Linked DNA regions of Mus musculus: regions 1, 2, 3, 5, 6 and 7 are each linked to region 4. The links are chromatin contacts, called in public Hi-C and promoter capture Hi-C maps. All regions are on one chromosome and are shown on one strand. Each heading gives the region's core, a stretch centred on a gene start, on an enhancer-like site or on the middle of the called end of the contact. The rest is flanking DNA. Distances are from core to core; before and after follow the strand shown.

Region 1 (3,354 bases), core at 140-2,639, 1.4 Mb before region 4:
ATGCTGCCTTGGCAGAGTGCGCAGGGCAGCCACTCGCATCCCCCCACACCCTCTCGACACCCCATTCTCGGAAAAGCCAGTCTTTTAGACTTGAGTCAGGGTGGGGACAGAGTGACGTTGCCCAGCTGCTGACCAGCGTGTGCTAGCTCTTCAGGCCACCCAAGTTCAGTCCTTCTCTCGGGCTCCAGGTCCAGCCTCGAGGCGTTGAGTTCAGGGTAAGTGAAGAGGGCTGGGTTAAGATCGAAGCTCATCCATGCCCTCAGGCTTCCGGCTGGAGAGAGGGTCCCAGAGTCCCAGGGTCCCAAGCGGAACGGGCGCCAGCACCTGCGTTCTGGGCGGGGGAGGAGAGAAGAGCGAGGGAGCCGTCAGTTTCCGCCGAGCGCGCCCAGGCGGAGGATGCCGCAGACTGGCCGGCGCCAGGGAGGAAACTCGGTCTCTACCTCCAGCTGATAACTCCGCTCCCCACACTGCCTCCACCCAGTTGGCGCCAAAGGACCACAGGCGGAGTCACCACTCCCCCTCCCGCTTAGAAATAACACTAGTGGAAAGGGGGGAGGGCTTCCTTTACTCCAAGGCTCATTTGGTGCGACCCGCGCGCCCACTTGCCCTGGGCTCTGGCCACCCGGGATGAGAAGGGACAGCGTGTCTAAGGAATGCACGTGATATTGACATAGGTTCTGTCGTTTATTCTAACTGATTATAGATAAGGCTTTTGCCTTTCAGTGGCTTGGCTTTTTCCCTAAACCGACTGAACCCTAAGCCTTACAATGTTCTGTCAAAGGCAGGATTTCCCATGCAAGCCTCCCTCCTCGCCCGCGCCAGGAGAAAGCTTACCGGGAGGTGCCAGGACGACCGGGTCAGTGGCAAAAGCTCCTCTTGTCCTTGGAGATCACAAGTTCCGGAGTGAGCTCAGCTGTCTGTGAAAGAAGGTTAGGAGACGAGTTAGCCAAGGGACTCGGGGACGCGATAGGGAAGACCCGCAGCATCCCTGCCCGCACGCTCAGAGCAGCCTGGTCTGGCTCCCTCTCGCACCTGGATCGGGAGATGCGGACCGTCCGGGGGTCCAGGCGCCGGCTCTGCCAGGACCACCTGAAGGTCGAGGATGTAGTCTATGACACGCTGCAGGATTTCCACCTGGCTAAGCTGAGTGCCTCGCGGGACTCCCGGCACCAGTTCCCGCAGGCGCGAGTAGCAGTGGTTCATGTCGTCCAAGAGGCTAAGAGGCTCCTCGGTCGACGGGCTCTTACCGCGGCCTCGCGCAATGGCCAGGCTACGTTCCGACAGGCAGCACACCGCCTCGTAGCAGCCGCGCACCGGGCTCAGCGCCTTCATGTTGGAGAGTAGAGATAGAGAGGGAGGAAAAGAGACACCTAAAGCAGCAAACAGTGCGCGCACGCCTGCAGCGGCCGACTCTTATAGAGTCCTCTCTAGGACACACCCCCTTATTCAAAACAGACCGCCAAGGGTCCACCCCCGCCCGCCCTGGGCACCGCCTCCCCGGTCCTGGGCGTTCACAGTGGGTTTAAATTGCTAACAGGCTTCCTTAGGCTGGTCTGACGCCGAGGACAGCGGAGCCTCGGATGCGAGGAATGAGGAAGCGCTGATACCGAGGAGAGGCGGGGCTCTTGAGCCAGCACAGATTTGAAAAAAAAAAAAAAATCACTTAAAACCATTAACTTTTAAGAATATGCCTTTTCTGGAGGCGCCCAAGTTCTCTGAGGTCCCCTCCCCCCAATACTGGTTCGAACCCACAGCTCTGAGGTCATAAATCCCTTGAACAACTAAAGATCTCTCTCTCCTCTCTCTCTCAAGAATTTTCAAGGGAAACTTGTAAGGAATTAGTGCCGCCTTGTTCCCCAATTTGCTGCTCGTCTGACCTCCAGACTCACTGGCGTCAGGAATTATCTTGTGACCAGAGGGGGAAAAAATTAATTGCGGTGAAGCTGAGGTTACAATGAAGAAAACAGATTTGGGCTAGGCGCTGAGATTGCAGAAGAAGGAGGGAAAGGGAGGTCTAAGCAGAGAACACTATTTATTTGAGCACCAGGGGAAAGAGGATAAGAGCAGTCTGGACCCAGTCCTTTTCCACGGAGAAAGAAAAAGCATGGACCGTTTCCACCGAGAACTCCTTTAGGAACTAAATGTATGCCCGGTTGTGCTTTGGAAGTGAATTTGATTAGGATTTTGGACAAGGTTTCAAATATGGGGGTGCTTGCTGCATAAACCCTTTTAGAAGGTCCCCTCCACGGGCATACATAGAACCAAATGGGTCAGCTGTCTAGCGTTTGCTTCCTCGTTCTGCACAGCCTCCCTCCCTTTGCACACTTTGCACACTCTGTAGAAAACAATAACAATTTCATCGCCGCGTTGTCTGTCCCTTTCTGTTGTGGAAGGGCAGCCACCTGGACATGATTATTCCTCGTCCTGCTGAAGTAGCCCCAGCCACCCATCTGAGAGAGCAGGAGAGCAGCCAGCAGGCAGGCAATCCCATATTGCAAAAGGACAGTGCACTCTATTCTTTGCCTGGCTCTGCTTCCCAGACCCCGAAGCCTCAGCAGTTCCAAAATTCTGGTTTCCATCTTGGGAGAGAACAGGTGGGGTTTTGCAGCCACGAGATTGCTTTCTTAATCAATCAGCCTGGTAAATATTTATGGAGTTGCTTCACATGAAACAGAGGCTCCTGCTCTCAAGAATCTCACAATGTCTGGGGACAAGATTAACACAGGAAACAATTAAGTGTTCAGTAGTGTGTGGCACTGATCAACAGGACAATGGGACCTCTGAGCTGGGACAGTTCCAATAATTGGAAGGACATCGGTCTAGGGAGCCAAAGCCCTGGGTTCAATCCGGACAGCTCTGCTATTTACTGGTTATCGACACATAATCTTGAGCAAACCCAGATACCACGGCTTTGATCAGCTGTATGAGGAGACAGACAGAGAGAAAGGGCACTGAGGGATTGTTATAAATACTTTCTGACTCAGAACACCAGATGCTTGTGTGACAGTTGGACAAGGAGTGTGGACCAGCACAGGGCCGGGGACAGGGCATATAAAACGAGTCCTGTATCACATCACAGGTAAGCCAGTCTCGGAGCCTCATTCTTTTCCATCATACCACAGGCCCCTGTGTCCCAAGAAAGAAGTCTCTGAAAAGTTTTCTCCTGGGAATATTCAAGTTCTCAAGGACAGCTATTTCGGTAGAAGACAGAAGAAGGTCTAACCTGAGAAAGCACAAGGCAGTCTCTATGCTGAAGAAGTTAAATGCCAGCTATTTGGTCACGGGAAGAGAAATCTCCTCCGTGGCTGTGTGGACTCCCGAAAACTGAACAGAGGAGCCTTTCTTTGGCTCTCG
Region 2 (3,184 bases), core at 572-3,071, 1.3 Mb before region 4:
TAACATAACTGGGCTTTAAAAAAACAAACTAGTCGGTCATGGTGGTGCACACCTTTAATCCCAGCACTCGGGAGGCAGAGGCAGGCGGATTTCTGAGTTCGAGGCCAGCCTGGTCTACAAAGTGAGTTCCAGGACAGCCAGGGCTACACAGAGAAACCCTGTCTTGAAAAATACCAAAAACAAAACAAACAAACAAACAAACTGAAATTCTCATTATGTGTAGGTTTGAAAGGTTGGAAATGCTGGGGGGCTTCTGGCCTCCCTGTGTGGGTTAGAGAAGGGTACTGGGGGCAGCAGGAAGGAGAGGGCAGGCCCTTTTTCTACCGAAGGCGTCTGTGTTCTTCTTTGCCCATGCATTCATGTTAGAGAAACTGACTGACTCAAGGAAGGCCAGCATCTGCCTGGGATGTGGATCTTGGTGGTCCTCATCCTTGAGTTCAGCTTCTGAGGATTCAATGTAACCCTGGAAGGGGGCGTGTCCTATAGTCTGTAACTGATGATCTCTTCTCAGAAGCATCTGTAAGCCATTGTCAGATCTCTCTCTCTCTCTCTCTCTCTCTCTCTCTCTCTCTCTCACCTCTGATGTCCTTTTTCTTTTTAGCTACCATGTCTAATACTTCTTTTGGAAGGTGGGTGTTGCTTGGATGTTGTAGGCTTGACTTAATTATAAAAGTAACAACTTACATACTTCACTGAATTACACAGTAACCCATGACACAGAAGTAGCTGTTTTACACAAGGGGAAAACAGACAGAAGTAATTTTAATTAGTAACTAGCTAGTTGGATCAAACCCACACCTGCCTGTATTCACAGCTCAGGACTCTTATTTTCAAAATTTACTTTTTATTTATTAGTTTATCTGTATTTAAGTTTTTCCTGCACATATGTCCTTGTAAGTGTGTGCCTGGGGTCCTCAGAAGGAAGACAAGGGCATCAGACTGGAACAGCTGATTTAAGCCACTACTCTGATTTGTATACTTGTTAACATAGTTACAAAGTAAAGGGTCTAGAATCTGTATGGTTTCTTTTTATCTTCGCACTTATTTTATGTATGAGTACTCTATCTGCATGTACACCTGCATACCAGAAGAGGGCATCAGATCCCATTACAGATGTCTGTGAGCTACCATGTGGTTGTTGATAATTGAACTCAGGACCTTGGGAAGAGCTGTCAAGTGCTCTTAACTACTGCGCTGTCTCTCCAGCCTCAGCTGATTTTTTTGTTTTTGTTTTTGTTTTTGTTTTTCGAGACAGGGTTTCTCAGTCTAACCTTGGCTGTCCTGGAACTCACTCTGTAGACCAGAATTCAGAAATCCACCTGCCTCTGCCTCCCAAGTGCTGGGATTGAAGGCGTGCGCCACCACTGCCTGGCGTCTCAGCTTATTTATTTATAAAAATTATTTTATTTATATGGGTGTTTTGCCTGTATGCACACATGGCCTGATGCCTGTAGATGCCAGAAGAGGGATCTGTCTCCCTGGAACTGGAGGCACAACCAGTTTTGAAATACCGTGTTCATGCCGGGAATTTTGTTCTTAACTGTAAAGCCTTCTCTCTAGCCCTTTGCTCAACTGATTTAATGGACTTTGGGCAGTGACATCACTCAAGAACCACCAGGTTCTGAGACTGTTCTTGGAGTCATGGACTCAAGAACATACCAGCATCGGACAACCCACGACCTAGTCTTTTGCCCAAGATGACTGCAGTTTCGAGGACAGTCCACTAGAGGTGGCAGCGCCACGACAGCTATGCCTCTCTTTCCCCCTCTCCCCTCGTTTGTCTGCCTAGAAGAAAAGCCCGCCTCCTGACCCATAAGGCCACGGGGCCGGAAGTCTCCCTCTCTCTTCCTGTTCTCCACCATGGCGGTGAGTAGGCGAGAGTTGGCTTTGCCTCGCTTTCATCCGTCTCCATCCGCAGTCGGCGGAGCCCAGGGCGGCTGTCTCGCGGGTGGCCGGAGGAGGACGGAGCCCGCGAGGCTGTTGGCATTAAGCCCGGCGGGACTGGGCGGCCGTGGGGCACCCCCGCCGCATCGCCGCCCATCCTAAGAATGGGGCTCAGGTCTGCAGCCCCGAGGGCCCAGACGCAGTGTCTGGGGGCTGCCGGAAGTGCGAGCGCGACGTGCGGAGGTCCACGGCGGGGCCAAGGGGACACTTGCAGCTTGTGTGGTGCTGGGGAGTTTCTGCGAGTCCTACTCGCAGGACCCGTGCTAGCTTGGGAAGGGGGACGGCATGGCGCAGAGGCCGGTACTTCCTGTAGTTTTGATTAGGGTTACATTGTATACTTTCTACGATCTCTAGTGTCTGTTCCCTACTCGTGGATCCGCTTGGGATTCAGGCTCTCTCTCTGTGTTCGTTCTCTTCCAAACGCGGAGACCTTGGTGGTCCCGAGGGCTTAGGCGGGATCCGGGACGATAGAAGTCAGAGCGGAGAAGACCTTGGCTGTTTCTCGTCTCTGACGGGGCGGGAGGGTGTTGATGGCTGTGTCCCTCTTCGCAGCAAGATCAAGGGGAAAAGGAGAACCCCATGCGGGAACTGCGCATCCGCAAGCTCTGCCTCAATATCTGCGTCGGGGAGAGCGGAGACAGACTGACCCGGGCAGCCAAGGTGTTGGAGCAGCTCACAGGCCAGACCCCGGTGTTCTCCAAAGGTGAGTGGCGGTGGGCTGACCAGAGAGGAGTGGATCTGGAAAGCTTGCTTCATCTGACCGGAGCACGGGTGCAAATGGACTTATAACGTGAGCTGTCGTGGGCCTGGTTGACAGCTAAGAACAGGGTTAATACCGTACACTGTTGGCATGAGGTCCTATCCATGCTTTTATTTGTATTTGTGTGTGTGTGCATGGGTACTCTGTTTGCATGCATGCCCACATGACAGAAGAGGGAATCAGATCCCGTTTCTGTTGGTTGTGAACAACCGTGTAGGTCCTCAGAACCTGTTAAACCTCTGAGCCATCTTTCCAACACCCCCCCACCAGTGCTTCTTAACTTCTGGCTCTGCCTCAACTCACTTAAAATGAATTGTGATTCCCTTGTTTGGCCACATGACAGGAGTTACCTTGCTAGAAACATGGAGTCTGTTGCTAGTGTGGTTGTGGGTGGTCTGTGATTGGGTTTGGATACTGTTTCTTAGGACCACAGTCAGCATTTTGAAAACACTGGCTTTTGTCAGTTTTAGTCTCCCAATT
Region 3 (3,263 bases), core at 443-2,942, 1.8 Mb after region 4:
ACAGGAAACAAGGTTATCTCCTAGTCTCAGAGCCAGCCCCCTGCCCCTTTGGCTCTGCCCAGGGACCCAGACCCAGCCAGGGAAGGCGCCCTCAGCCAGAAAGCAGAGATTCAGCAGCTCACCCCAGCTCCCGACCTAGGGGGCTGACAGCTGTCACTCAGCACCCCACCCCCTGGGGAAGAGGGGGCCGATTCAATCAGAGCCCTAGAGGAAACGTATTGATACACGATTATTTATTTATTTATGCAAAAGTGAGCCGACTTTGTTCGCCAGGTAACCGGGCACGCGGCCCAACCCCTCTGGCCAGGCCGCCCCCAAATCCCTCCTCCGCCCCACACCCCCTCCGGGTCATTAGGTCCCCGCCCCTCAACTCCCAGAGCGCCAACGGAACCTTGGGATTTGGGGGCTGGAGGGGAGGGGCTCCTCCCTCCGCAGTCTCCCCTTTTCCCAGCGCCTATCCTAAAATCCAGCCTTGTTCTCCGCTCCCACGGTCCCCCTACATCCCCCCCCCCACATTCTCAGCAAGCTGGAGAGCAAATTGCAGTTTTAAATCCAAAGGCGGAGGGAGGGGGAGGAGGAGGGGGTGCGCGGCAGCTCTGGGCGCGCACCTCGCCCCCGAGCCGGGGGAGCCGCGGGGCGGCCAGGAAACCCGAGAACCCCCCCTCCCCGCCCCCCCTCCCCGTCCACCTCCCCCTCCCCCTTCCCGGCGCTGCCTGCCAGGCTTCGAGCCGAGCCCAGCCGAGCCGCGGGCCCCGGTGGAAACAAAGACCGATCGCACCGCGGGCACCGCAGCCACGGGGTCCGGCGGACCGGACTGGGGGCGCTGGGCCCCCCCACAGTGCGCTGCACAAAAGAGCCTGGCCGGCCGGTCCCCAACCGCGTCTATTGCTGGGCAGGAGGCGCTACTTACCGGAGTGCTGGGCTGCCGGCTCCGTGGGTCCGAGCCAGGCGAGGGGTTTCGGGGGGCGTCTATCTTCCGCCGGCGGCAGCGACACGGGCGCCCGGCTGCTGGGAAGAGGAGTCGTAGAGGAGCCCTGAGCCGCCTGCCGTCGCTGACAGCATGGCTCGCGCCTCGGCTCACATTCTCCGCCGCTAACTCCGCTGGACACGGCCCCCCGCTCCCGCGGCGTCCCCCCCACCACGATTACTCCTTCGCTATCTGCGCCCCACTCGCTTCCCCAGCCGCTCACACACTCTCACAGCCCTGGACACCCCCGCCCCAACCCCCCAATTGCAAACCTGGGAGGGAAGACGCCCCGCGTAGTCCTCCTGCTCCTCCTCCGCCGCCCTCCTCCCTCCCGCTCTGTCTGTCTGTCTGTTTGTCTGCCTGTCTCTATTTCTCTCTCTCTCTCTGCCTTTCTCTGCTCTCCGAGCTGGGTGGGAAAAGGAAATGAGGACAGAAAGCAGACGCTGGCTTTGGGTGGTGGTAGCTGGATTCCCTCTCTCCCTCCCTCCTCCCTCCTCCCCTCCCTCCTCCTGCCTTCTGCTCTCTCCGCTGCGAGCGGGGCTGAGCGCAGCCTGGCGGGTGGCTCGCTCGGCCCGCCCGCCCGCCTGTCTGTCTGTCTGGTCTGCCTCGCTCGCTCCCTCCCTCCGTCTCTCGCCCTCGCCCTGCCTGCCTGCCTGCCTCTCTCCGTCTCCGCCGCCGCCGCCGTTGCCTCTGCGAGCTCGCCTTACCTTCGCTGCTCACCATCCGGAACCCCAGGGGGGAGCGCGCGCAGAGCACGCCGGGACTTGTAGTCCCTGTTCGGCCGCTCCGCGCGCTGTGCGGGCGGGGCCACTCCGGCTGCTCCGACGGCGCGGCCCGGAGCGGACCCTATGCCGGAGTATCCCTGGCCCGGATGAATCCCGTTTTATCTAGGACTGCTGATCCTCCTCAAGGGTTAGGAACATTCCGGGCGTTCCGAGGCCCCTACTCGGGGCTCTGGCTGCGCCAAGGTTGCGGGTGGTAGCGCAGGGGCGGGGTCTGAGAATAAAATGAGTGGAATCGGGCATCAGAGGATGAGCCAAAAGGGCTGCGACTTTCTGGGGTGTCCCAAACACGTTGAGAGGGCCCATGGAGAGACGAGAGGACCTACACTTTCAATTTGGGGACGTTTTTCCTATCAGAAGAGGCGTTTGGCAAGAAAGCCGCTCTGGAAACGCTACAGTCTCCTCCGCATTTCGTGGCCCTTCGCCTCAAACTCAGCCCTGGATTTAGTTCTTCCAGCGCCTACTTTTTATTGTCGTCCACGGGCGGCGAGGGCGCAAAAAATTCTGGACAAAGTGTAGATACCATGCCTTCTGAATTTGAACAATTGTTTGTGAGCGGAATTCAACAGTTCTCCAGCGCCTGCTGCGGCGTGGGGGTTGGGCGCAGCACTTTCACCTACCTCCTCTTCAGGTCACATCTGTTCTCCAGCCCCTGGCTCTGGGCCCCCTGCCTTGCCTATCCCACAGATGGGAATGTGCGCCTCTGAGGAAGGCTTTGTTACCCCCAGGGAGGTGGCTGGACAGCTCTGAAAGGAGAATTGCCGCGGCTGCCATTTACTGAGCACCCGGGCAGCACGGGGTCCTTGGAGCCTTGCAGAAAAAACCCTACGAGACCTTATTTCTATTTTAGATATAAGAGTTCCGGAGCCCAGGTGTCCCGATTAGAAAGTGGTAGATTCAGCATCTGGATAATTTCAAAGCTTCCTTCCTTCCTTAACCCTTGGGCGGTAACAGAGTGGTGATTCCCTCTACTCCACCCCCCCCCCCCCGCGTCCCCGCCATCCTTTACTGTTGATCTTTCTTCCCTGTGTCTATGTGTCCTCCCTTGGCACTAAGGTAGATAAGGTTTGCAGAAGAAACAGATGAGTGATGCAGTGATCACTGCCCTGCTACTTGTCTATTGACTGCTTCTGAGCTGATCCCAACTCATGACTGTGTCTGACATTCCTTTGGCCAATGTCTGCCAACTTAGTCCATCTTGCCCCATGTCCTAAGCTTCTCTAGCAATGCCTTTACTCCCTGATCCACCTGCTTCTGATGCCTTCTTTGCTCTTGCAGGGTAATTGCTAGTCAACACATGTTTAGATGGTGACATTATGCTAACAACACATCCACACCACCTTCACCATCCCTCCATCTCTCCCAGTCCCTACCTATAGAGCAATTGAAACTTTTCCAGAAAGCAAGTAACAGGGGAGGCTCTAAAAAGCACACCCACTGATGTGGCATCGTGGCACATGTGGCCAGCTGGAGAGGCCTCTGTCTAGGGGCCACTTCGCTTGCAGACAAAGTAA
Region 4 (3,459 bases), core at 926-3,425:
GCTTTGGGCAGAGCGACTCAGTGTTGGGCCCCTTGCAGCCCTGACCGTCTGTCTCTACTTCTCTTTCTGGGCGCAGCAGAAGGGCCCCCAGCAGTCTGCCCCTCCATAGGTGACACATGCCTGACAACTCCCAGCAAGTCACCTCCGGAAGGACACACAAAGCTGCTAAACAGCCTTTGCTGCCCACACACAGTTCCCAGGCAGGTCTGATTACCGGGTCCATATGTCTCCCCCGGCCAGCCAGACACCACCACTGAGCTGCTCCTGGGCTCGTGGCCCTGGTGATTGTTTTCCCTCCAGGCTCAAAAAAAAAAAAAAATACATACATATATATATATGTATATATACATATATATATGTGTCTGCTGGTCTAGGATCTAGCTGACCCCGGACAAGAAAGCTGGGGGTCAGCTGTCACCTCTCTACTCACTTCTGAGCCTTCTGAGGGGATAGATGACTCACCAACCTGGTATGGTAGAAACCTGGAGAGGTCAGGAGAAGGAAAGAGCAGCCCTCCCTGCCTGCTGACAGCCCTCCAACTCCCCTCATACCGTTGTGTCCTTGAGGTCATGGTCTCTGATGCATGGGGGAATCACGGGGGACAGCATTATAATGTTCCAAGTTTAAAGCAATGGGAGCCCATGGGGAGAAATCTAACCCAGAGACAGTGGTCCAGGAGAGCTTCCTGGAGAAGGTGGGTGGATTTTTGAGGGCAGGGGCAGGAGTTATCGCCTCTAACTCCAGTCACACAGGACAGCTCCATGGGAAAGGTCTTCTTGCCTCCTTTACAGCTGAAACTTATAATGGCCAGACCATGCCCCCCACTAGGATTCCCACTGAGGCATCACTCTCTGACTCTTGGGGAACCACAGGTATGTCGTGTCTCCTGCTGTAAAGGAGGCTATGGCTGGCTGTACTGTCCACTCAGGCGGAGCACTTGGAACAGACAGGAGGTTTAGAAAGAGTGGAATGTGAGCCAGGCCTCCTTGGGCAGCTAGAGCACACAGCATGTGTGTCTCCCAGCCAGAAGAGATCTGCTGGCTTCTGAAACTAGCCAGAGGTCACAGCTGCGCTGCTGAAGCCCAGCTTCTGGAAGCCAGGTAGTGAACGCCAGACTCCTTTGGGCACAGTCTGAACCAAGGGTTAGCGGGTTTTTTGGTTTTTTGTTTTGTTTTCTTGGTTTTTTTTTAATAGTTAGAATTCTTTGTTATTTGGGTTTTCTGAGACAAAGTTTCACTCTATACCCCAGGATGCCTTGGAACTTGCAGGAATCCTCCTGCTTCAGCTCCATGAGCGCTATGATTACCGGTCTGAGCCATCGCTCCTGGCTCTAGAGTTAAATTACCAGCTTCCTGGGGCTGGAGCAGGTGCTGCCTTGGAAACAGGCTAGAGCAAGGCTACACACCGAGGGCCTGCCCAGACAGGCCGGTGGGTGCACTACAGATAGGATCACGCTTCATTTGACAGATATCATGACTCAGAGCAGGGAAGGACAGCCTGGGTCACACAGCATGCCTGAGTCTGCGTCTAAGGTTGCAATGTCCCTGAGACTGTGGGGGCAGAGGACAGCTAAGAAAGCTGCTAAGGGCATCTACCAATACACTCCCGATCCTTCCCAGCAAAATTCGCGGCCTTCATTCCCTCGTTCAAAGACTCCCATTGCTTTGGTGCGCCCCTCACTCATATTTATTTAATTATTTACATTTATTTTGTGTATGTAAGCAATGGGGGAGGTGCCACTGTTAGCGCCAGGAGGTCAGAGGACAATTTGCAGGAGTTGATTCTCTTCTTCTACCGTGTTGTCTCCGGGATCATTGTCAAGCTTGGCGGCAAGTGCCTTTATCCACTCGACCCTCTCCTTCCCATCTATCGTTTTTTTCTTTCTCTTATTTTTGAACAAGACCCTTATCGTTCTACCTTTCACTCTTCCCATCGGTGAAACGGTATCCAGGTGCCTTTTAGCTGAGCTATCTAGAAGGCCATGGGATCCCGTAGCTAGAGAACGGGGAAAGGCGCTGGGCTGGGAGCCTTGGTGGGTTCTGAGTTTAGGAACACCGCGCGTGCAGCCTCGGAGCCGGTCCAGGTCCGGGAAGGGCGGGGTTGCGCTCTAGGGGCGTGGCGGTGGGCGTAGCCCCTCCGGCCCCGCCCCTAGACGTCGCGGGGAGGGCGGGGGAGGAGCGCAGCGGGCGCGCGCCGCCTGGCCCGGCGGAAAGTTTTCCTGGAGGAGTTTTGGCGGCGGTAGCGGCGTCAGTGGCGGCGGCGACAACCGGAGCGGGCCATGGACGCGCTCAAGTCGGCGGGGCGCGCGCTAATCCGGAGCCCCAGTCTGGCCAAGCAGAGCTGGGCGGGCGGCCGGCACCGCAGTGAGTGTATGCGCCCCGGGTCGGGCCTCCGCCGAGCTCCGGGCCAAGGTGGACTGGGTGGCTTCGTCCCGCCCCGCGCGGCGGGGCCGGGGGTCATGTCCGGCTGCACGTCTGGGGCAGGTCGACAGGGATCAGGCTTAACTCGGGGTCCCCAGGTGTGGCGCGAAGGGGACGTCTAGAGCCTCTCTACCCACTCCAGCACAACCTACAGGGTCCCCTCTGGACGCTGGAGTTTCGCAGGTCCCTGCCTCGAGGGGCGATCCCAGCCCGGGTGCCATTCAGGGTCCCGCTTCCTCCCCTCTGGACGCGTCCAGGTGGCGAGGCTGGAGCCCAGGCTATTTACAAACCCTGTTTTCCTCCGTACTTTTCCTTGGGGGCTGGTCCGAGTCCCTGGGCACCTAGGCAAAAGGCAGACTCAGACTCGCTGCCATTTCTCCCGGGAGTCTGGAAGGGTGGAGAGGAGCCTCCCCCAGCCACCTCTCGGGTTACTTTCGGAGAGCCGTCACCTGGCACCCTCCCCCGAGGCCTGAGAAACCTAGCTTAGGTCCCTCCTCCCTTTTCATTCGCGTGGGATGATCACCCAGGCCTTCCCTTTCTGATGTGAAGCCAAAGTACCCGGGCTCGCGGCACACCCTCACCTGCCACCTACCTGGGGCCCCCCACCTCTCCCACTAACAGTACCCCCTCCCCGCCCCCAGCTTCTCGTCAGCACCTTCCCTTGCCGGGCTCCACCAGGGGAGCCCGAGTTTCCTAGTCCCTGGAGCGCCAGCGTGTCTGGGCCTCGGGAGCCCGCCCTGCCCCTCCTCATTCCCACTGTGGTGTTCCAGTTGTGGGCTCCTCCTAGCCCTGACTGGCATCGGGAACGCGTGCTGGTGCCTACTGGCGGGGGTGGGGTCAGAGGCCCCTTGGGCAGGGCATGTACTGACTTCCACACTTAACTACCAAAATAGCCCTTCAAAAATTCGTGGGATGTGACCAGGGCTTCTGAGTGTGACCTTCTCTTCCAGTGGACGAACCCTGTGGTTTTTCTACTGGGACAAGAGAGAGAAGGGTGGGTGGGGAAGAGGTCTGAAGGGGAGGGAGCCAGGAAGCAGGG
Region 5 (3,451 bases), core at 746-3,245, 1.9 Mb after region 4:
ACTCTTCAGACAAGGGCAAAAAGCAGCCAGATTCTTCACCAATATACCACAAAAACAGTCTCAAGGCCACATGCTGAAATTATTCTCCACTGAAACCTCTTGGGCCAGGTCTGCACAGTTCAAATCAATCTCATCATATTCCTATTAGGATGGCCCATTAAGCAATACTTAGAGCATTCCATTGCTTTCTAAATTCTAAGTCCCAAAATCCACATTCTTCCAGACAAAAACATGGTCAGGCCTATCACAGCACTACTCCACTACCAGTACCAACTTCTGTCATAGTTAACCTTTTACTGCTGTGAACAGACATCATGACCAAGGCAACTCTTTTTTTTTTTTTTTTTTAAGATTTATTTATTGTTATATGTAAGTAAACTGTAGCTGTCTTCATACACACCAGAAGAGGGCATCAGATCTCATTACGGATGGTTGTGAGCCACCATGTGGTTGCTGGGATTTGAACTCAGGACCTTCGGAAGAGCAGTCGGTGCTCTTAACTGCTGAGCCATCTCGCCAGCCCGACAAAGGCAACTCTTATGCTGAAAACATTTAATTGGAGCTGGTTTATAGGTTCATAGGTTCAGTCCATTATCATCAAGGCTGGAGCATGGCAGCATCCAGGCAGGCATCGTGCAGGAGGAGCTGAGAGTTCTACATTTTCACCTGAAGGCTGTTAGTGGAAGACTGACTTCCAGGTAGCCAGGATACAGGACTTAAAGCCCAAGCCTACAATGATACACTTATTTCAACAAGTCCAAACCTCCAAATAGTGCCACTCCCTGGACCAAGCATATTCAAACCATGACATGTTCTATTGCTGTTGCTTACTGAAACCTGGAGAATTTATTATTATTATTATTATTAATTTTACTGTCTAGCAGGGCATAGTGTTGACTACCTTTAACCCTGTATCTCAGGAAGCAAAGGCAGATGGAATTTCAGATATGTGCTGCCACACCCTCCAACCATTTGTTTCTTTTAAAAACTGTGAAGTCATCATCCCATCTTTCTGCAAAAGTGAAAAAAGGACCATCCACTGCATACGAAGGAATGGTATGTTGTCAGAAACATATGGGACTAGTAGAGCCTGGCTTTTGGCTTTACATAGACTCAGGTTCGAATACCACTCCTTGTAAGGTGAGGCTAGAGCCTCTCTTCTGGAATCAATCTGTCTTGAGTTTTGGGAATACCAAGTGAACTGATCCATATGAAATACATACTTCCCCATAAGCACTCAATAGACAAAACCATTACAACCAGCAAGCTAATGGCTTAGAGGAAGATGGTAACCCTAATGCTTCCTATGTCACTATGACCCACAGAGAAAAATCCTAAGGGGCCATGAATTAAACATTTTTGAGAATTGGTTAAGTTACTAAAAATTGGAGGCTTTTTTTCCTTTTGAGTCTGTGCCTTGCAGCAGTTTGTCCAAAGTTTTCAAAAACAGACTACATGATTTCTGACACAGTCGCCTAATCTATAGATTCTCCCAGATCTAAGAAAATTACTGGTTTTGGGGAATTGAATCAGTGGCCTCATTCGCGCCTGCTGAACACACTACCACTGAGCCGTACACATCAGACTTGGGATCAGAAAGGACAAATGAGTAAGGATTCTGTTTTCAGATGCAGTGTTTCGAAGGAAGGCTGGAAAAAGGGGGAAAAAAAAAGCCATCACTTCTTATCTCTAGCCATCACCTGCTTATCGCTAGATGAAGCCCGAGGGGGTGGGTAGCTGGGAGTTAATGCAGATTGCAGAGCTCTAGGGTTTCTGGCGGAAAACGCAGCGCGAAAGCCGCATCAAGGTACAAACCACTCCTGACCCCGTGACCAAGGAGACACCCGCCCCCAGCCTCTCCAGCAAACACTGCAGACTTCAAACCCAGCCCCTGATGCCCTCCGCCAGAGGCGCTCCCAGGAGAGCGTCCTTGCGTTGCGCGTGCGCACGCACGCGCTGCGCACAGGCTGCTGGGATGCCGCCTCTTCCCTCCCGAGCTCTTAGTTTCCCGGCGTGCTTCAGACCCGCCAAATGGGAGGGGGAGACGCAAGATGGCGGCAGCCGTGAACTCCGGCTCCAGCCTCCCGCTGTTCGACTGCCCGACTTGGTGAGTAATGAGGTTTCTGGGACTGGAGCGGCTTGGCGTGAGTTAACCCGGACAGAAAGGAGAAGGTTGTATTTTTTTTTCCTCTTCCTTTTTTTTTTTTTTTTTTTTTTTGCGATGAAACGAACGTCTCAGAAAGATCCTGGAATGATTGAGGGAAAACTGTCCGCTGTGAGGGGCCGGGCGACGTGTGGAGGATCCTGGAGCTGGGGCCCAGGCTCTGCGGAAACCCGAGTTTTGGGGGCTCGAAGGTATTCAGTTTATACAGCGCTTGGGAGGTCAGCCGCTCACCGGGGTGCTTCAGGCCTTGGCCCCTAACTTGCCCTAACTCATCACTGAGTGCCCGATGCTCTCGGGGAGCATCAAACCTTCCCCGGGTGCTGAAGGTCTGGAGCGCGCACGAGCTGGCTTCCCTACCTCAGTCCAACCTGATGCTGCATCCCTCCGTGGCTGCTGCACCCTCCAAGCGGACTAGGTGCTCCTTGCGGGCAGGGATGGCGCGGGACTGTTCCCCCTTGTTCTCTGACCAGACCAGCACGAAACCCGGTACAAAAGACAGCAGAAGTTGTTAGCATACAGCATTTTCATCCCCTGGGAAGTTCAGAGAAGTAGTAGGATGGTTTCCGCGTTGAGTGGGGTGCAAGATGAATGAATAGGAACTGCTTTGCACGAGGATGCATCGGGGTTAGAGCCCTTTCTGCTGTTGCGGCTCTTCCTGGTTATTAACGTGTTACCTCTCGGGCTTCTGTTACATTGAGATCTTCAAGGGCAAAAACCCTTGCATCATGCTCAGCTCCTAGGCCTGAGTCAATCACATGGTAGGATATTCAGACAAAATATTTTGGCTTTAATGTTCATTTTAATCTGTATCTCGAAGCAAATGGGCTTTTGTTCGATGCACTGTCCTTTTAGCCACTGCCATGAGAGATTGGAGCGGAGCTGTGAGATGTCTGTGTTGAATCTTCAATGAGATAGACTCGATATCGTTTCTTCTGTGCAAATGTAAGGGCCCTGGAAGGTTCAAAAGAACAAGCCCAGGAAGCGAATGAATGCTTGGCTGTTTCCTGGATTTCTTTATTCTTTTAACATATCCATGTGCTTCAGCCTACAAATTCTTTATCCACACTGGTCCCTGGCTGCACTTATTTCAAATTTGGGCCAGCCAAATATAAAGAGACTCTTTCTTTGAGATCACCTGTCATTACCTCAGGGTCTGGTGTATACCAGGAACTGTGTCAGGTGATTTGACATTTGAGCATCCATCCCCTTGAATGATGAAGCGAGGTATAGAAAACAGTCTGATGACTTAGATTTTTTTTCACAAACACCTGTTCAGGGTGCCCCCAC
Region 6 (3,409 bases), core at 584-3,083, 1.4 Mb after region 4:
ATGCAGGATAAATATTAGCTACCTTGTAGCTTTATTGACCCAGTCACCCTAACAAAGACTGTAGGCCTAAAGCTAGGACCTGTGGATACATGATGTCAAGACCTTCAAGTCTTAATATCTGTGGAGTTTTTGTTTTTTTGAGACAGAGTTTCACCGTGTAGCTCCAGCTAGGCTGGAACTCGCTACTAGCCTCAGTTAATACAGGACCACTCACATCTACCCCCACATACTGGAGGTATGTGCCCAGCTGAGTATTCTGTCTCTCCGTGTCTCTGTCTCTGTCTCTGTCTCTCCATACAGCTAAGCAGGAAAGGTCAGGAGGCATGCCCCACAACCTTTCTAGAAGATGAAGACTGACCTGAATTCACAAGAGAAAGAAATCACAAGTGGTCCGAACAGAAATGAGCAAAGACCAGACACTTATGGGAAGAGAAACTTAGGACCAGCACTCTTTTAAAGATTTGTTTATTTTTATGTATATGAGTACACTGTAGCTGTACAGATGGTTATGAACCCTCATGTAGTTGCTGGGAATTGAATTTAGGACCTTAGCTCACTCCAGTCAGCCCTGCTAGCTCCAGCCCAAAGATTCATTTATTATAAATAAGTACAATGTAACTGTCTTAGAGGCACCAGAAGAGGGCATCATATCTCATTATGGATGGTTATGAGCCACCAAGTGGTTGCTGGGATTTGAACTGAGGACCTTCGGAAGAGCAGTCAGTGCTCTTAACCGCTGAGCCATCTCTCCAACCCTGGACCAGCACTCTTAAGTGCTAAATGTTTGTACTTAGTCTCCAGCACTGCCTGGTTTCATTCCTTGTTTTCTAACCAGTTGTGTGACCCTGGGCTAGCATCTTTTTAACTACTTTATGCTTGTTTCTTCTTTTTAAAAACATAGGAACAATTGTATCTATCAAAGAGAGCATGCCCAATACAGTGAAAATAAAAGTGTTATTACTTAGACGTTGGCATACTGTGTATCTGCCACTCTAAGAGAAGAGAAATGTAAGGTGATTGCTTTTGAGTTGAAGCTCCTGGTCTCTCTCCCTTAAGTTATCTTTACTGCCACCTTTGTCACCTTGGAACTCCCTTAGAGAGGAGGGTGTCTCCGTTCTGACTTGGAGCTTGAAAGTCAGAAGAGCAATTACTTGGCTAGTATTAGATAGACCTTGTCTGCCATCGATCTGGGTTCCTAGAGCTCCCAGGTCACTCAACATAGGACCTTTTCCTTCCAGCACCTGAAGATTCGAGCATGGAACCTGTAACTTCAGCAGCCCCCTAGAGCAAGGAGCAGGCTGAGGCTTTGCTCTGGGAGGACTCAGGGTCTTAGCCTTAGGTGTCCCCTAATTTACAGCATCAAAAGCAATTTTGATGAGCTCTTAGCCCTTGGAGGGTCTGTACTGGACCTGGGAGAACATGTGGAATTGGGACTCAGAAAAGGTGTAGTGGGATGGGAGGTGCGTCCAGGTAACTAATGGTAACCGGGCGGGGCAAGTCCACGCCGCAGGACCTCTGCGATGGCGAAAAACTACGACTCCCATGATACTCCAGAGCTGAGCCCCGCTTTTCCGCCCGCCCACTGGCTGCCGTTCCCGCGAGCGGTGAAGCCGATTGGCCCCGGCGAAGTGGGGGGCTCCCCCGCTAGCAGGTTAGTGGGCGCCACCGGCAGCAGACGTTGACCGGGCGCGCGATGGAGGGGGGGTGAGGGTGGCAGAGAGGACTAGGGCCCGCGCTCACTATTCAGGAAACTGCCGAGCGCCATCGCCGTAGCGTAGCCGCGGACCGTGAGACGCGGGGCCGGCGCGGAGACTGCGTGGCGCAGGCGCAGTGCGGGACTTCTCCTGGGTCCCCAGACAGCTGGAGGAGATAAACAGAGGAGGAGGGAGGGGAGTGCGTGTGTGAGAGCGCGCGAGGGAGTGTGAGTGTGTGTGAGCGCGGGTGTGAGGCGGTGCGCAGGGGCGGGCGGAGGCGCTGTCCGGCCCCGGCCAGGCGCCGGGCGGGGAGCATGGGAAGAGGCTAGAGCTGCCCGGGTCCCCAGCCCCCTTCCCGGGATCCGCACCCCTGCTCCCGGGAGAGGGGCCGGGCCCCCCCGGACCGACATGGGCTCCTGAAGTTGCTCCGCTGCTGGTCCTGGGAAGAGACCTGACAGGTACGGGTCGCCGCCGCCCCATCCCCGCCGCAGATGTCGAGTCGGGGACCGGCTCCCAGAGCCCCGGCTCCGGGGCCGTCCGCTCTGGGCCGGCTCCCTGCTTGGGGGCCTGAGCCCGATCGCCTCGGGACTCCGGGGTGTCCCGGGAAGGGGTCAGGCCTCGGCGGCGAGGAAGGGCAGAAAGGGCCGGGGAAGGGAGGCTAGAAGAGGACTGGCTGGGAGGTCGGGGGAGGGGGTGGGGGAAGGCTGTAGGAGTCCCGCAGGCTCCACCGGGGCAGAGGTAGAAGTCGTCCTATCACGGGACTTTTATTTATTTATTTTTTGCGGAGTTTTTGACATCTGATCTGGCGCCGATCGCACTCAGGAAGAAAGGGGCAGGTGGAAGTTTCAAGAGGTCAATGACCTGGTCTGCTCTTTCCGTGTCTCTCTGCCTCTCTTTCCCTCTCTTGCTCTCTGTTTCTGTCACCCCATACTCCTTTTCTTTCTTTCTCTCCTTCTCCTTCCTCTCTCTCTCTCTCTCTCTCTCTCTCTCTATAGAGAGAGAGAGAGAGAGAGAGAGAGAGAGAGAGAGAGAGAGAGAAAGAGAGTGAGTTTTCAGGCTTCTGGCAGTCGCAGATGCCTTCAGTGGCTCATCCTGGCACCAAACTGAACTTTGCCAAGGTGTTTGCATCATCGACTGTAGCGCTAAGTACAAAGGGTCTCTGCTTGGGAGTGGGCTATTAGTACCCACTTCAAAGGGTAAATAAGAATCGGTAGAGATAAACTGCAAACCCGCAGGATCTCTTTCTGAAAAGCTTTAGTGGAGCGTCCCGTCCCACGCCCCACCCCCCACCCCCCATCCCAAGCCCGGTGATTGGAGTTTCTTGGCGACTTATGGTTTGCTCTCCGCTGCAGGTGCATTACCAGGACTAATAAGAATTAAAAAAAAAAAAGTATGAGGGTTTACATGCGATTTATCTGAGCAGTACAGACGATTTATCTTAGCAGCTGAGTGTGACTAATTTCTTGTGAATGTCTCTGGTGTTCTTAAATCTCTTGAGGTAAATGTGTTGGTGGAGCAACTTGAAAGTTTTCTCAAGTTTGAGTTTAGAAGCTGAGTACTGTGACTGTAGCTTTTCCATTCCTTCCAAGGATGGGGTGGATGATCGGGATAAAGTGTCAGATAAGCATTTTTTTTTTCATGTGTGGGTTTTAAAACAAAGTTTCATGTAGCTCAGGCAGGCCTTGAAATCATCTTGTAATTCATGCTGGCTATAA
Region 7 (3,416 bases), core at 563-3,062, 1.4 Mb before region 4:
CTTATCCCTGTCCCTAGACTTACCATACCCTACAAATACCATCTCCCCTCCTTGACACCTGCTTCCAAACCTGGAACTAACAGAGGAGACAAGCCAAGGAAGATATATTTTCTAGAAGAGGAAAGGTGGGGCTGGCGAGATGGCTCAGTGGGTAGAGGAGTTTGCCACCAAGCTGAACAGCTTGAGTTTGATCCCCAGGACCCACTCTGAAAAAGAAAACCAACTCTGAAAAGTTGTGCTCTGACCTCCAAACACAGTGTGGCACAAACGGTCCCATCCCCCACATAAATGTAATTTTAAAACTTTTTTTTTTTAAGAAGAGGAAACAGAGGCCCTGACATCCAAATATACACAGTGAAGACCAGAGCTGAAACCAGCCACCCCAACCCTCCCTCTAACTCCCTCAGGCCCTTTCTCATCCATTCCCACAAACCCTGTACTACAGCCCAAACGCCACCACACCAGGCCTTCCCTGACAACACATCTCTCACTCGCGAGGTCACAGTCCATCTGAACAGGAAACCCAAGAGACGGACTACATTTGCATTGCTACTGGCTATTTCGGACGATGAGCAGGCTGTGGGGAGGACCTGAGGACAACACTTGAGAAGGAGCTGGCTAGACAACTCTGGTCCAGATACCAGGCTGGACCAGAGACCTGGGAGACCTATGCGGATTTAAAGTCACCAGGAAATCCCACAGGCCAAGCCCCTGGCCTGAAAAAGCAGGTGTTGGTTCTGGCGTAAACAATGAAAGAATGAATGAACTTAAGCATCGTCGATGCCTTGGAAGCTTCCTCAAGGTCACGCAGGCGCTAGGGGCACTGGGCTAGGTCTCCAGGCTCCCCTGACCAGTGCTCATTGCAGTCCGCGACAGCAGGCGAGATTACTTCACGGAGTCGGAAAATGAAAGGGTTCTCTCTACTGCCAGTCCCGCTTCCCCACCTCAACCAGCTGTAATCAAGCCGTAGGGCGTCCCAAGCACCCTCTCTCCTTTTTCCCCACCCAGACACGTATACGGGAAGTACAGGGGGTCCCCCAGCATTACCGGCAGCCGGCCTGCGGGTGCACATCGCACAATTTGGCCCTCGGGTCCGTGGGGAGTGGCGTCGAGGCAGGTGCCCAGCGCCACAGAGGAAGGCACCGTCTGCGTGTAAAGCGAAGTGTAGTAGGTGGTGGCGGTGGTGGCCGGGCAGAGCTGGGGGCTGCTCAGACCCGAAGGCCACAGCTCGGTGGGGTTCAGCGCCGGCAAGCTCTTTGTAGGTTGCGCCGTGGCCGGAGCCAGGGTCCGCGGCGCGCGCAGCATGGCGAGTGCGGCGCCCCCTACCCACTCGGGTCTGGCGCGCGCGCGCGGGGCACCTGCGGGCTTTGCAGCCGGCTGCACCGCGGACGCCGGGAGCAGCCGCCAATGGACGCCCGCCGGGCAAGGCCGGACCCTCCCCTCCTGGCCCGCCGCCCAGCGCTGCCGAGCTCGGAGATCGCCACTCGGAGATCGCGTGGCACAGGTGGCACTGCCAGGAGTTGGCCCGGTCCGGCTCGTGCCCCGAATATCTGGGCGTCCGGAGTCGCGCCCGTGCGTGAAAGCGTCCCGGAATGCCCACGGACCCCGCGGACACTCGTGTGCTCTGACCCGCGAAGGGTGTCCTGTGCGCCCTGCTGAGCTCTGCGTTCACCCCTCTAGTTCCCGTCCCTTGCTTGGACTCCTTTTTCTTTTCTTTCTTCTTTTTTCTTTCTTTTTCTTTTTTTTTTCTTTTTTTTTTTTTTTAGCGCCAAACTATATGCCGCCAAATTCGGATCTCCCGCGGAAAATGCCGCGCCTCGATTGGCTGCTACAATATATATAGGCTCCTCCCACCCACCCACCCCCGGAAAGGCTTAGTCTAAGAAACAGCGATTACGACAGGAGCTTAGTGGCTTAAAGGGGCCGCGACATCTGCTGACTTCAGCGTCCTCTTGTAACAGTAGGCGAAACTGAGGCAGGAGGTGCATCTGGAACACCCAGCATAAGGACCAACAGTACAGCGAAGAGCGCTGAGGAGCGGACCTCTTTTCCTTGGGGGTGGGGCCAAACATTGAAAGAGAGTCAGAGTCGGGACCTGAGTCTTGACCCTCAAGTGCATTTCCCTGGCCACAAAACCTTTTGTTTTCGCTTTGTTGCTTAGTTAGGTTAAATCATTTATTAATATATTAATTAATATAACCAATATGTCCTCTTTCTCTTCAAATGAAACCCAGGAACCTGTTCCTCCAGGCTTTAATTGGCAGAGGGGCAGGGAAGGGTGGCGCCTCCCTTTTATGTTTTTCTTCAGGAAAAAAACTAACCTCTATTGAGCGCCTACTGTACGCCCGTACAGTACACTAAGATTAGACCATTATATATGTTATGTTGTTTAATTTATCCCATCAATCCGGAGAAGTGGGATGGGTAAGACCAGGGAGTCGGAGGGGCGGGATATTGTGCCTCGGGTCATTCACAGATTCGCTGATCTGAGAATTGGCAGTCAAATGTAGGACAGTCCAGGTCGGGAGTCTTTGTTCTAGTAAAGAGCTCCTTTCCACTCTCCCAAACTCTGCCCCGCCCTTGACAGGCACAGCGTGGGTGAGGGTCCAGAGTTTGTCAGGTCATTTTCCCCAACAGGACCCAGCACTCTTCCTTCCTGAATCAAACACCTCCAGGTTTCTTCTACACAAATTTTTGTTTGTTTGTTTTTGTTTTTGTTTTTGTTTTTGTGAGACAGGGTTTCTCGGTGTAGCCCTGGCTGTCCTGGAACTCACTTTGTAGACCAGGCTGGCCTCAAACTCAGAAATCCACCTGCCTCTGCCTTCCAAGCACTGGGGTTAAAGGCGTGCGCCACCATTGACCGGCCTAAACAATTATTTTACCACAACAGGAGGGGGGGTGGGCTGAGTCCCCGTGTTAAGACCTGATCAGATCATCACAAACCAGGTAGCCCAGGCTTTCTCTTCGACATTCTTAATTCACATCCAGTCCCCTAACCCTTTTGTGAAAGCTGTTTGACAAGATTTCTTCTCCATTCTCTGGGTCTTTTTTTTTTTTCTCTCTCTCTCTCATTCCTTATGTCGGAGTCACAGAGAAATCTCATGGCACAGTATATGCAAAGCCTTCGGCACAGAGCTTGGTCCATGAGAATCGACAGCTGTTGCTATATCAGACTTGATCTGGAATACACAGGCCTCTTTAGTCTACAGTAGACCACCAAGAGGTGGTGACACATGACTTTAATGCCAGCATGTGAGAGGCAGAGGCAGGTAGATTTCTGAGTTCAAAGACAGCCTGGTCTACTGAGTGAGTTCCAGGACAGCCAGGGTTATACTGTCTTGAAAAACCAATAAACAAATAAACAAACAAACAAAAAATAGTCTGCTATTTCACTGGTCCCTTAAGTCCCAGCTTAA

What was found. Promoter capture Hi-C pulls out the DNA fragments that hold promoters and counts their contacts. Hi-C and Micro-C count contacts between places; a contact is called where the count stands out from the background.
Region 1: a promoter capture Hi-C map of liver shows a contact between it and region 4, with 3 times the contacts expected there. The contact joins the promoter of Id3 here to the promoter of Ldlrap1 in region 4. A contact is called at or near these places in 2 of 39 promoter capture datasets (liver and pre-B cells).
Region 2: a contact with region 4 is called in a promoter capture Hi-C map of liver, with 2.3 times the contacts expected there. The contact joins the promoter of Rpl11 here to the promoter of Ldlrap1 in region 4. A contact is called at or near these places in 1 of 39 promoter capture datasets (liver) and 1 of 9 other capture datasets (liver).
Region 3: a contact with region 4 is called in a promoter capture Hi-C map of pre-B cells, with 2.4 times the contacts expected there. The contact joins the promoter of Ahdc1 here to the promoter of Ldlrap1 in region 4. A contact is called at or near these places in 2 of 39 promoter capture datasets (liver and pre-B cells).
Region 5: a promoter capture Hi-C map of pre-B cells shows a contact between it and region 4, with 2.4 times the contacts expected there. The contact joins the promoter of Ppp1r8 here to the promoter of Ldlrap1 in region 4. A contact is called at or near these places in 1 of 39 promoter capture datasets (pre-B cells) and 1 of 115 datasets of contacts at active chromatin or transcription factors (acute myeloid leukemia).
Region 6: a promoter capture Hi-C map of pre-B cells shows a contact between it and region 4, with 3 times the contacts expected there. The contact joins the promoter of Wdtc1 here to the promoter of Ldlrap1 in region 4.
Region 7: a contact with region 4 is called in a Hi-C map of B cells, with 5 read pairs. The contact joins the promoter of E2f2 here to the promoter of Ldlrap1 in region 4. A contact is called at or near these places in 1 of 39 promoter capture datasets (pre-B cells), 1 of 484 Hi-C or Micro-C datasets (B cells) and 1 of 9 other capture datasets (pancreatic islet).

The regions. Positions count from the first base shown.
Region 1 is chr4:136,141,857-136,145,210 of GRCm38.p6, reverse strand. It overlaps Id3 (inhibitor of DNA binding 3), which reads right to left and starts at 1,389. Exons shown (of 3, transcript NM_008321.2): 1 at 1,033-1,389; 2 at 835-917; 3 at 1-331. The coding sequence starts at 1,332. The coding sequence ends at 858. It overlaps Gm42329 (predicted gene, 42329), which reads left to right and starts at 2,993. Exons shown (of 2, transcript NR_168524.1): 1 at 2,993-3,079.
Region 2 is chr4:136,052,030-136,055,213 of GRCm38.p6, reverse strand. It overlaps Rpl11 (ribosomal protein L11), which reads left to right and starts at 1,821. Exons shown (of 6, transcript NM_025919.3): 1 at 1,821-1,866; 2 at 2,497-2,647. The coding sequence starts at 1,861.
Region 3 is chr4:133,009,935-133,013,197 of GRCm38.p6, reverse strand. It overlaps Ahdc1 (AT hook, DNA binding motif, containing 1), which reads right to left and starts at 1,692. Exons shown (of 7, transcript NM_146155.3): 1 at 1,675-1,692; 2 at 911-1,008.
Region 4 is chr4:134,766,720-134,770,178 of GRCm38.p6, reverse strand. It overlaps Ldlrap1 (low density lipoprotein receptor adaptor protein 1), which reads left to right and starts at 2,175. Exons shown (of 9, transcript NM_145554.2): 1 at 2,175-2,363. The coding sequence starts at 2,279.
Region 5 is chr4:132,841,713-132,845,163 of GRCm38.p6, reverse strand. Ppp1r8 (protein phosphatase 1, regulatory subunit 8) reads left to right here and starts at 1,995. Exons shown (of 7, transcript NM_146154.3): 1 at 1,995-2,107. The coding sequence starts at 2,052.
Region 6 is chr4:133,337,739-133,341,147 of GRCm38.p6, reverse strand. It overlaps Wdtc1 (WD and tetratricopeptide repeats 1), which reads left to right and starts at 1,833. Exons shown (of 16, transcript NM_199306.4): 1 at 1,833-2,152.
Region 7 is chr4:136,170,670-136,174,085 of GRCm38.p6, reverse strand. E2f2 (E2F transcription factor 2) reads right to left here and starts at 1,812. Exons shown (of 7, transcript NM_177733.7): 1 at 1,048-1,812. The coding sequence starts at 1,305.